Regions from separate parts of the Zea mays genome. Here all the other regions are linked to region 3. A link is a contact called in public Hi-C data. All regions are on one chromosome and are shown on one strand. Each heading gives the region's core, a stretch centred on a gene start, on an enhancer-like site or on the middle of the called end of the contact. The rest is flanking DNA. Distances are from core to core; before and after follow the strand shown. Region 1 holds the start of LOC109945631. Region 2 holds the start of LOC100284538 (SHI). Region 3 has its middle 37 kb from the start of LOC541758.

Region 1 (3,910 bases), core at 953-3,452, 230 kb after region 3:
CATTGCTAATATTATATATTTAGCGACCAACCGTGGGTTGCTGTACTATAGATTTAGCAACCAACCGTAAGTCGTCATACTATACATTTAGCAACCAACAGAAAGTCACCCTTTTTACAGTTGTTATTAATAATATACATTTAATTAAGCACCACAAATCACAGATTTTTATACACAAATAATAAAGACATACACAATTAATCAGTATACCACAGTCATAGATCCATCACATAAACACAAAAGCACCACAATTATATATTCACAAAAGCATCACAATTATAATATCATTCACAACTAGATCATTTACAGATAGCTAGCTAGATCATTTACAAAAGCTCTAGAGATGATCAGTCACAAAAGCATCCAACATTGCTTGAATCTCAAGTAAAGCAATTCTAGATCTATCTTGTATAATTAAATCCGCTTCAATCAGATGGTTGCACTTTCAAAAGTTGCAATGGCATCCTATTGCCAGTAAGGTAACTGAATTAGGAGTAACACAACACTTGCAGAATCTTGAGACTCTTCTTCAAATCGAGAGTGATAGTAGGCACGGGGCATGTCGAACCTGAGAAATGCAGCAACAAAGCGCACATAAGGCCACAATCAAGCAATAAAACAAGAGCAAATGAGCAACAAAGTGCTCAAGAAAAAGCAAATGCAAAGCTGACATCTGCTGATAGCGGAGAAGCGACTAAACTCATAAGTCTCACTCGTCCACAGGGTCTAGCTTTTATTTTGTTAAATACCAACTTATCCCATGCTGGTGATGGATTTTCCCCTAATAGCACAAAGTACAGAAGTGACATTTTATTACGCATACACGCGACGATGAAAACTGGATTTAAAGACGACATCAAAGTGAAAAATTAGACTGATTCAGTTTTTTCCCAATTAACAGCAATAAAGTAACCCAGAGTACTATTTAAAGTTTTGAAACACAAGGTACGACTCTATGCTATATAATGAAGTCCTCAAGAAACTACAAAACCTTCACATTTGCTAGTACCAGACTCGAGCCCTTTACAGTGGCCACCAATCTTAGATGAATTTTATTTGCATAGCAAAACCCTAATGGTTGGCTGCACAAATCTTAGATGAATTTTATTCGAAAAAATGGGTCAAAGTTTCTCTGAAATAAAGAAGGAAAGTAAACTTAGCTACCTAGGGGATATTACCATTTATTTTAGTAATTTCTGCAAGTGTCCAATTATTAATGTATGATTGATTGGTTGTATCAATGCTATCTACTTCACTATGGATGGAGAATAAATTTTAGCTTTATCTATCAGTATGACCAAATATATTACAAACATACAAGAAATACAGGTAACGGAAATATAGATGACACTAAAAGCATATGTAATCTAATCTGACTAAAATATTATAAGTTTTTAAATGACTGTTAGTAGATGTACATGCACCTGAATAGCCCCAAAAGTTTAGATTTCTAGGGTCATACAGTTTAAGAAGCCATGAAAAAAAAATTATACACATTACACAAACAATATAAGATACTGGTAGTGCTTGATGCATATCAACTATGGTCTGATTGTCCACTCTTGAAAGGAAAGACCAAGACTCAGAAAGTGATTTTGCTATGCTTCTAAGGATCTCTATGATTCTAACTAATAGATTGTGACTAACAAAAAGATCACATAGTAGCCTTAGAAAAACAACATGTTAGGTAGAATATTCAGGAGACCATGTGCAGCTGAAAAGGAGGAATCCTTGCAGAAGTCAGCTAAGCTTTGGGCGGGGGCTGCACTAGCCACCGACCTTGAAGTCCTCAAGCTGCTGGACAGTGGTGGCACTACTGGCTCCTTCTCTCGCACGAGGAGCAGCACCAACAAGCCAAATGCGTCTTCTGTGTAACCAGCAAGGCTGACGAAGAGGCAGGAAGCGCATGGAGCTTCAGCAGCGTCTAAGGCAGGAAGCGTCAAATGCGCATGGAACTTAGCGCATGGGCTGCTAAGTGGTTGGAATTTGAACATGACCATCCATCGAAAGATTCAGTTACAGGGGTACCGGTGCTGCCCAAGGTTCAGACCTGTATTGGTATTTCTAGCTTGCAGTTGGAGTCTTTAATCAAGCAAGAGGCTGTCGAATATATATTGGAATTACATATAATTGATGACCATATTGAGGTTGCAGTTCCTAAAAGTATCAAACTATTGTTAGAAAAATATTAGCATCTATTTGACAAGCCACAAGGTCTTCCACCTCAGCATAAAGTTGATCGTGCTATATCTCTATTGGTGGGAGCACAACCAGGATAAGACCATATAGGTATACACCCCCAATAAAAAGGACGAAATTGATAAGCAGGTTCAGGAAATGTTGGACTAAGGTATTGTTGGTCTCTTGGTCTCAAATGCTCATCTTGTTATCTATAGATAGACTGTAACTGATCAGGTAACGATCATGTGAACTATGCCCGATGGCCCCTAGTCACCATCTGCTCCTTGCAGTAAACAGACGTAGGGATGTGAACAAACATACCTTCGACCATCAGCACCCTCTTGTAGAACGGCACAGCCGTGTAAACCACGCCCTCGAGAACCATCTGCACCCTGAGCGAAGAACATGAAGATTGTTGCGCTTTGGTTTTGAAGCTTAATAAATAAAAAATGATATACGGCCAGTTGCGGAATTACTGGCCCGTCCCACTTCCTACGAACCGTCGGTTCATAACTTTTAGCGACCAACCGTCGGTTCATAACTTTTAGCGACCAACCGTCGGTTCATAACTTTTAGCGACCAACCGTCGGTCCCAAATAAGGGTCGCTAAAGATCAATCGTCGTGTAGTGATGAAGGACGTACCTTCATCATCTCGATGTATAATAATGGAAATAGAAACATATGAAACATGAGAAACATTATGAACAATCATATGTCATCCTTTATATTTCTTTTTTATCATATCATGAATGAATATATTGAATTACATTTATACCTTCGGCTTGAGGTGAAAATCCAAGCGGGATGCGCGAGTGAATACAAGTCAGCGTGAACAGTACGGTGGTACTGTTCACTTATTTATAGGCACGGGACGCAGCCCGGTCAAAATTACATTTATGTCCTTGATGACTAGTTACAATCATGATACAAACTATCATGGACTGATCGGTCTTTTTCTCTTTAAGTCGGTGCAGCCCTTCGTCTCAAGGCATGTCACTAAGCCGAAGCTCCCTGGATCGTAGCTTCGGCGTGTACCTTCGCTCTATGTTTTCTTATATGCCGATCTTTCGAAGTGTTTCTGCTTAGAGAACCTTCGGCGACGAAGTAGGCCCCCAACAAGAACAAGTCCCCAACATTGACACCCACCTCCGGTGAACTCACTTCCACTGTTGAGACGATGGCTTCATTCAGTAACCAAGCTGTAGCACTTTTGGTCACGAAGCTGGTGCTCCCAATCACGTGTGGTTCAAGTTCAGAGCCAGTCAACAAGAAGCAGAAGAAGGAAGCGCAGAGAAGAGTGCAGCATGTTGGGGTGCAAGGACCCTTCGTTAGATCCAAGTGGTCCCACATCCCAATCACCTTCTCCCAGGAGGATCTTCATCTCAAAGACTATCCTCACAACGATGCTATGGTTATATTTTGTGTCATCAAGGGATTTCTGGTCCACAATGTTCTGGTTGACACAGGCAGTGCAGCGAACATTATATTTGCAAAGGCTTTCAGACTGATGCAAGAACTAGAGGACAAGATTCATGATGCTACACACTCTCTTTGTGGCTTCGGAGGAAGACAGATTGTGGCACTTGGCAAAATCACAATGTCAGTTACCTTCGGTTACGTCCACAACACAAGGTCTGAGCAGGTTATCTTTGACATTGTTGACATGGATTACCCATTCAATGCAATCATTGGTCGAGGGATGCTTAATGCCTTCGAAGCCATACTTCA
Region 2 (3,988 bases), core at 859-3,358, 170 kb after region 3:
GTTTTAATCTTCTCTCTCTAGCTATAAACGATTGCATTTACAGCGCCGAGACCTCTCCTTTAATTTGGAGGATGAACTGAACCAAAATCTGTCACGGCAAACAGATGATGATCGAATATATTTATATGTACTAATAATACAATAATTAAGTCTCTCTATCTTTGTTAGTTGATGACCTAGTAGCGTGCGCGCCCTACAAACCGGGACGCACGACTTCCTGCTTTGGGTGTGCAGGTAGGCAGGCAAGCAGGGGAGTCGGGAATCAAGGGCCTGTCAAGTACGACGTCACGCAGATCCCCGCTAGATCGCCTGCTGTCCCGCTCTCGGTCCCGCCCATTTCTTTAAACCCAACTCGCCCTGCCCACCAAAAAAACGGAGCGTAAAATCTGCCTGGCGCCGCGTGGAGATAAATAAAAACACAGCCGCAGACCATTGCGCACGGTGCGGCGGCGGGCGGCGTTGGGTCGTCAGAGGCAGAGAGAGCACTCACCCATCGCGTTGGCTGCGTCAGGGGCAGGGGGTTTAATAATGCCCAGACCGTTAGGAATTCCTCTGAAAAGGCCAGCCGGAATGAACATCGCGGCGGCCAATCATCACGCGTTCACGATGTGTATAGTCGCCCACCATTCTCGTATCTGCATATCAAATGTTTCGTTCGTCGAGAGGGTCTCGAGTGGTTTGCGCTACACAAAAAAAACATCTATATCTGTCTTATAAGTCCTGTTTGGAACCTCTCTAAAGCTAATAACTAGCCACTAACTAATGTTGATCTAATTGTTAGCTACAACACATGGCTAACAATCATTTCATTAGCTGGCTTAGGGGTATTTAAATTGCACTAAAATTAATAATTAGATGGCTAAAAATTATTAGTGGAATTAATTAGCTAACAAATAACTATCTAACTATTAACTAATTTACTGAGGCTCTATTTCAATCTCACGCGATAAACTTTAGTCATATGAATTGAAGTGCTAAAGTTTAGTTCCTTAGGGTGTTGGACTACTCTAATAAAGTTTAGCACATTGAGATAAAAGACACCCATGCCCCTAATGCGGAGAGAGAGAATGAGGTTGGAGGGTAGGGTGGAAAATGGGGTTCTCTGACCCACGTTTAGCTCCTTTTAGCATCTCTTTGGCAGCTTTTTTTGATGAAGGGGAAGAGCCCCCTATTTCATTAAGAAATAGGATAAGAGTCATTACAAACCGAAACAATGAGTAACAACTCATCAACAAAAGAGCACCTAGTGAAACTAATCCCTACATACTATCATACTAGATAAGCAAGGATCATATTCCACTAACATCAATCCAGAAGAAACCACAGTTTTTAAGCAAGCTTATTTACAACGGCTAAAGATAAACGAGTAGCTACGAAGATAACACGACAGATAGATCTAGATCACTAAAAGGACATTCCAGCACTAGAGCATCTCTTTGGCAGCTTATGAGATAAAATGTGCTAAATTTTATCATACCACCGTTAGCTCTCTTGTTTAGATAATATGTGCTAATTTTTATCTCATGAGATTGAAACAGGGCCTAAAAATAACTAATATTTGAATTATTTGCTAGGTTGTTTGGATGTCTCAACTAATTTTAACGACTAACTACTAATTCTAGTGTCTTCAAACATCTCTTAATCTAACTAATATTTTTTTAGCTGCTAACTATTAATTCTAGGCAGGTTCTAAACCAGGCCATGCATAATATCAGACTGTCGCCACGGGAGCTACAGTTGACGTCACCCACGAGGAAATACGAGACTTACTACTACGACGGTGTATATAATAAAGTACTTATACGCGTAGTTCTACTGACAGACGAGAGAGGCTGAGAGCAGGAGAGAGAATGAGTATATTTTTTATATTTATATAAATGGGGTGTTTTGGGAGCGTGCAGTGCAGGATCGTTGGCGGCGTGGCAGGCCTTCCGCCGCTGTCGCTTTCTCCCCGGCCTCTTCATCACTCACCTCAGTACCTCACCACACAAAATTAAAGCAAGCTCCCCTCACTTGAGCTCCTACTACCTTCCTTTCCGCTCCATCCTTCCCCTCCCTCTCCTCTCCTCTCCTCTCCTCTCTACTCCCCCTCACTCGCAGACACGCCAAAATTCTAGGGAACCCCCACTACGCCTGCACGCGCCCACTAGCTAGCCACCTTAGATCGGTCGATACAGCTAGCTATACCCGCTAGCTGCACCTCTCGCTGCCGCCGCCCGGCCGGGCCGCGCGAGACCGCTCAAAATTCGCGCGCACCGCCACGCGGCGCGGACATGCTGCGGGCGGCGGGGAGCAGCTAGCAGGTAGCCGAGCACGGCAGGGCGACCCGGCGCGCGATCCGCCGCTGCCCGCGTGGGCGGCCGCCTATGGATCTGGCCGCATGGCGGGCTTCCCTCTAGGCGGAGGAGGCCACGGCCGCGGCGACCACCACCACCCTCACGTGAACCCTTCCTCCGGCTCCGGCTCCGACTCCGCGGCCGCCGCCTACCTCTACACGGCCGCCGCCGCGCCGCGCGGCGGCTTCCAGCTATGGCCGCCTCACCCGGCGCAGGAGCACCACCACCACTTCTACGCCCCCAACATAATCCGCTTCGCCGATGACCCCGCCGCGGGCTCCTCGCGCGGCGGCAGGGGCTCCGCCAGCGGCGCCGGCGCGGGCACCATCAGCTGCCAGGACTGCGGCAACCAGGCCAAGAAGGACTGCGTCCACATGCGCTGCCGCACCTGCTGCAAGAGCCGGGGCTTCGACTGCCCCACCCATGTCAAGTCCACCTGGGTGCCCGCCGCCAAGCGCCGGGAGCGCCAGCAGCAGCAGGCCACCGGCGCCGCCGAGCCCTCCAAGCGCCACCGTGACGCCGCTACCGGTGCCCAGCCCTCCTCTACCACCGCCACAACCACTTCCTCGGGTGCGTATTTTATAGAGAAGCTATAAACTGCACTTGCACGTCTTCAGTAGCAATGGGCAAGCAATTCGTCGTCTTTTAGCTAACTAGCAGCAGCTTGCTAATCGATGGACACCACGTGCTTGATTGATCAGGTGAGCAGCAGCAGATGGCGGTGGTGGCGGAGCGGTTCCCGCGGGAAGTGAGCTCGGAGGCGCTGTTCCGCTGCGTCCGCCTGGGCCCGGTCGACGAGCCCGACGCCGAGGTGGCGTACCAGACCAGCGTCAGCATCGCCGGCCACGTCTTCAAGGGCATCCTGCACGACGTCGGCCCGGAGCCGTCGACGGTCGCTGCGGGCGGCGGCTTCCGCCACGCCACCGAGGGGTCCTCCCCTAGCACGGCCGCGGCGGGCGAAGGCAGCGTCGTGGGGCCCGTCTCGTCATCGGCTGTGGTCATGGACCCGTACCCGACGCCCGGCCCGTACGGCGCCGCTCATTTCTTCCACGGCCATCCGAGGTGATGATCAAACGGCCACCATGATTGACACGGCTAGCTAGCCTAGCTGATGGGTTTCGTTCTCTTTGGACATGCCATGCATCTTTCCATCCACTGCTTCAATATTTGCTTTACTGGAGGGATTATCGATCGTCACCAAATTGTTACTAGTAGTTTTTATTTGTCTCCGTCCTCCATCCCTCTTCTCTCTTACATTCTCAATGATCGATGCATAAACTGATGAGCACCATTCATCACTGTTTCTTTCGGATCAGTTCTTACTGTCGCAGTAGCTAGCCCATCAGGTTGTTGCTAGAAGTAAATATAAAGCTTGGAGTAGCTAGCTAGGAAACTGTGTTCATCATGATTCAAAGTTTAAAACCTGACAGTTAGGTAATCTTGATTGATGCTCTTGTCATTGCTTCTTCATCCTTTCATCTTTGTTCAATGGTCGTGATGATGCTGTCCCCCTGGTGGTGTCAGGAAGATATATAGAATGTTGGGGCTTAAGAAGGCTTCTTCGCATATTTGCTCAAGTATATACAGTACTACTGCCCTCTTCCTTCTACTACTCCTGTGTGTGTGTCACACCTTTGCAGCTTTGCTTTAGC
Region 3 (4,222 bases), core at 456-2,955:
TTGGGGCTTTTCTGAAATCTTTTTGGGGTTACTTTCTTACTATTATTTGTAGGTTATTAAGTGTACTACAACTTTTATACTTGGCCCAAGCCATGATCATAAGGCTTTCATGCCCCTTTGGTCATACCTTCATCTAGGGTTCCCATTGTCCAAAGGGGTTTGCTTAAGGGTTTTGGGCAATTCTCCCCTTTTAGATATGCATGAAAAGTTAGGGTATGATATCCAAGATAGGTTGCACTTGCTTATGACCTTGAATTATAAGTTTGATGTACTTTGCTCAAACTAAACCACATGTGATAGTAGGTTTAAATGGTGTAGCCTTGGGTGGACACCCTAAGTAACACCTGAGGTGTTACAGCTGCGGCGGAGCTTGCCGAACACAGCGATGCATGTGGCCACGTAGTACTGCTTCCATAGGTCAAACGGGCAGTCGCTAAGCTTCTTCTCGTCGTTGATGAGCGATGCCAACGCGAGCGCCTGCTGCCAGTGGTGTTTGTTCGGGGTTTCCAAGTAAGAAACATAGATTCATCTTTAGCGTTGGTTTATAAAAATGACTCACAAGTCAAATCCATGGAAAAATATTACGGAGAATAAATGTCACACATATAAAAAAGAATTTAAGTTGAAAACACTATTCAAACAAAAAGAAATTGCATGCAAGGCTCTTTTTTAAATACTACTCCCTCCATCCAAAAATATAATTCAGGAATCTCGTTGATAATTATCTACTACTACACATTGTGCAAAATGTAGCAGGTAGGCTTTGGGAGAGATGTAGTAGATATTTTTACGATAACAGATATTGACATAAACACACATGTGGTGTAGTGGTAGCTACAAGCACATTGCTTGAGAGGTCGCAGGTTCGAATCCCATTGGGGCCACATTTGTGTTTTTTAATTTAATTTTAGCTAGGCGTGGGATGCACGTGGGATTGAGATTTGCGGGGAGGGGGAAATGAGAAAGATAGTGGCAACCAGGAATGAGAATGAGCTTTGCGGGGAGGGGGGAATGGGAATGGCGAGATTCTCGACCAATACAATTCGACATACTGCTAATCGCTGTCTGATATCTTTGTGCCTGTAGATGTAGTCAATTGGAATCAAGAAAATATCCTCACGCCCCGTTTACATTTAGATCATTGAAATTGAATTACATTCTAATAATAATAATTTAGATATATATCAACTAAACTAATTCAATTTTATGTAAATATATCAATATACTATTATTAGTAAGGTGTCGAAAATATTTAAGGAGTGAGTCGAACATTGTCTTATAAGTCATAGAGTAGAAACCAATTTTAATAATACATAAATTATTTTTCATTCTCTACTCCATGAATTTAAGATAAGTTTATATCAGAAATTTGGAAAGTGGTGAAATGTCAAATTTCAAGCTAAATAAGTTATTTTATTAAGTGAATTCCAATTTCTCTAAAAATGAAGGAATCTAAACGCCATCACATTCCTTTGTTACATTACCCAGCAAAGTCATGCTTCGTCTTGTTCTTGTTATTAATTGTTGTCCATATCTCTGCCTCTGCACAATGTCGGGCTCTGAAAGAGTACGAGAAGAGGAAAAAAAATAAAAGAAAACGAAACAATGACGGGCTTTGAACGAGAAATGGGCTGTCGAGTCTTCCCTTCGGCGAGTGGTAGACTCGCGCAGTTACAGTTTGAGCCTGGCCCAGAAAGTTCTTTAAAGAGGCCGCGCGCACAATGTCGGGCTGAACTCCAGCTGCTATCGGACGAGTAGATTGGGCCGTGATCATACTTGCCTATTGCAAACGAGAAGTCCTTTCTACCTCCGGACTATGACGTGATGTGATTTTTCTTCTCCAATTTTAGAACCGAACATCTTACCTTCTCAAGTCTCCAAACTATTTAAATTATCCCTCTACCCCGATGGTTTTCTAGGCAGTTTTATCCTTGTTTTTAGTTTCAAAAAGTACTGTAAATGCTCGATAAGGTTTCAAACCATGAAAAAGGTGTCTAACATTCTAGGATTTTTTTAAAAAAAAACTAGAGATATATTGGGACACAGAAAATCGAAATAAAATATTTAAAGCTTATAAAAATATCTCTACCATCTTCTAATATATATCCTATTTTATGAAAACAATATCTCAAAACAATCTAATTAGTCTCCAAATGTGTTTAAAAGGATTTCTGCAACCAAAAATAATACGAGATACATCATAAATTTAATGTTGAATGCATTCACGTTATGCATCGATGTCGGCCGGATCTCGTAATTGTGTTTTAAAAAGTTTTAAAATATGTTTAGACATATTATTAGAGTGTTTTATAGTTTTCTTGTATTCTTTCATATTTTCTTAGTTCTAATTTGTTAAGCTTTTAGACATGCTTTCATGAGATCATAATTTATTTTGATTTGTCCTATCCTAATGTTTTAGATATTACTTTTAGGAAAATACATATACAGAAAAAATCATATTTGAATTTAGTCGATGGACGAATTTTGTTCGACTCTGCTAGTCAATGATCAAAGAGATGCAATTTTGAAGTGTGAAAAGCAAAATCAAACTCCAGCGGTAGTTCAATATAGACATCTTGCAGTCTTCCTCGAGATCACAAGTGTAGGGGTGTATTCGGATCGAATAAGGACGGATATCAATGAAATCACATTTGTTTATATATTTTTATTCAAATTCAAATTCGAATACAGATAGCTTCGAATACGAATACAAATACGAATTTTCTCGAATACAAATACAGATAGTCGTGGGTCGAATACCGAAATAGTCGGACACGGATAGCGTCGATAACGAATATTTTTGTTTGATATCGTGTTAGACACCATTCCACAGAAAATTATTATTATTATTATTATTTCTATAGAAAATTATCAAAATGCAATTAAATTCATAAAATATTCCACTGTCAACCAAAAATTGCAAATATGTTACTAGGACCAATAAACATTATATAAGAACATAACCTCAAGTCCCCATATGAAAATGATAAAGTGAAGTATTGATTATGTTGAAACTTAGATATTTAGGGCGATTCCACATGTAACTATCTGAATATCCGAAATTTGAAATCTGGTAAGATATCTGGATATCCGAAATCTGAAATCCGGACAGGTATCCGAGAAAGATATCCGGATATCCGAAATCCGATGGATACCAGTCATCTCATATCTGTATCTGATATCCGAACTGTATTATCCGAATCTGAATCCGAAATCCGAAAATTCTATGGATATCCGAAAAACTATCCAGCCAGATAATTAGCCTCTTAGGATGGTCGGATGCTTGGATAATATCCGTACCGTTTACACCCCTACACAAGTGTTATCCGGACCTTTAGGCCAGTTCCAATAGCGATCGAAACCGCTCGCACATGTGGCTAAATGACCAGTGGGTATCGGTCACCGAAGTGCCAGCGCCAGTTGGCATGTGAGCACTCTTGACGTCGGCGTCGATCGGTTTGTTGGGGTGATACCAACCATGTGGTGGCCACGACTAGTTGGTATCACCACCACATTGTTGCCACGACCGGTAGCACAGTCGGCTGCCACGTGTCACTCTCTGATCATTCGTTCACATTTTAAATTTAAAAATATAATAAACATAAAAAACTTGAGGCTGGTCTATAAATAGAGGAGAACTTCTTGGGATAATTCACACAATCCTAACTTCCATTTGCATACCACGTCCTCATTCTTCTCTCACAGTCACTTCGTTTGATTCAATTGTTGTCTCGATGTCTTCGTGGGGCTCCGACATTGACATAACCGAAGAGGAGTTGTTTGATTTGATGCAACAACCGGAGGAGCTTGATGTTGATTCTTCCATGTCAAATAGGTGACCGAGGCGACATCGGAGGTATATCGACCGGAACCATGAAGTTGCTCATGACTGGTTGATGCAGGACTACTTCAACGACCAATGTGTCTACCCATTGCTCTACTTTTATCAAAGGTACCACGTATGGAGAAGCCTCTTCCTTCACATCATCGAGAGACTAGGTCAGCACTCCCCTACTTTACTCTTTGAATCGATGTGGTCAACCGCAATAGATTCTCCCCTTGCCAGAAGTGCACATCTACCCTCCATATGCTTGCATATGGTAGCATTGCTTTATTTCATCGACGAGTACATAAAATAGGGAAAAGCTCTGCCTTAGAGTGTATCCAACATTTTATGTAGAGGTGTTATCAAATGTTTTGGGCCAGAGTACATGCGTTGTTC

What was found. Hi-C and Micro-C count contacts between places; a contact is called where the count stands out from the background.
Region 1: a contact with region 3 is called in a Hi-C map of an unstated tissue, with 3 times the contacts expected there. The contact joins the promoter of LOC109945631 here to the enhancer-like site in region 3. A contact is called at or near these places in 2 of 25 Hi-C or Micro-C datasets (leaf and an unstated tissue).
Region 2: a Hi-C map of leaf shows a contact between it and region 3, with 6 times the contacts expected there. The contact joins the promoter of LOC100284538 here to the enhancer-like site in region 3. A contact is called at or near these places in 12 of 25 Hi-C or Micro-C datasets (bundle sheath, ear, endosperm and 4 more) and 1 of 3 datasets of contacts at active chromatin or transcription factors (leaf).

What each region holds. Positions count from the first base shown.
Region 1 is chr4:222,932,648-222,936,557 of Zm-B73-REFERENCE-NAM-5.0, reverse strand. LOC109945631 reads right to left here and starts at 2,202. Exons shown (of 2, transcript XM_020551945.2): 1 at 1,706-2,202; 2 at 312-568. The coding sequence starts at 2,000. The coding sequence ends at 489.
Region 2 is chr4:223,000,723-223,004,710 of Zm-B73-REFERENCE-NAM-5.0, reverse strand. It overlaps LOC100284538 (SHI), which reads left to right and starts at 2,108. Exons shown (of 2, transcript NM_001370656.1): 1 at 2,108-2,906; 2 at 3,038-3,774. The coding sequence starts at 2,381. The coding sequence ends at 3,402.
Region 3 is chr4:223,165,349-223,169,570 of Zm-B73-REFERENCE-NAM-5.0, reverse strand. No RefSeq gene overlaps it. Among protein-coding and RNA genes, the nearest start is that of LOC541758, 37 kb to the left of the region's middle. Within about 2 kb of position 1,705, at least 17 of the 20 cell types and tissues checked have an H3K27ac peak or open chromatin away from gene starts, as enhancers often do. A contact at or near this core is called in bundle sheath, ear, endosperm and 2 more, where this site is marked.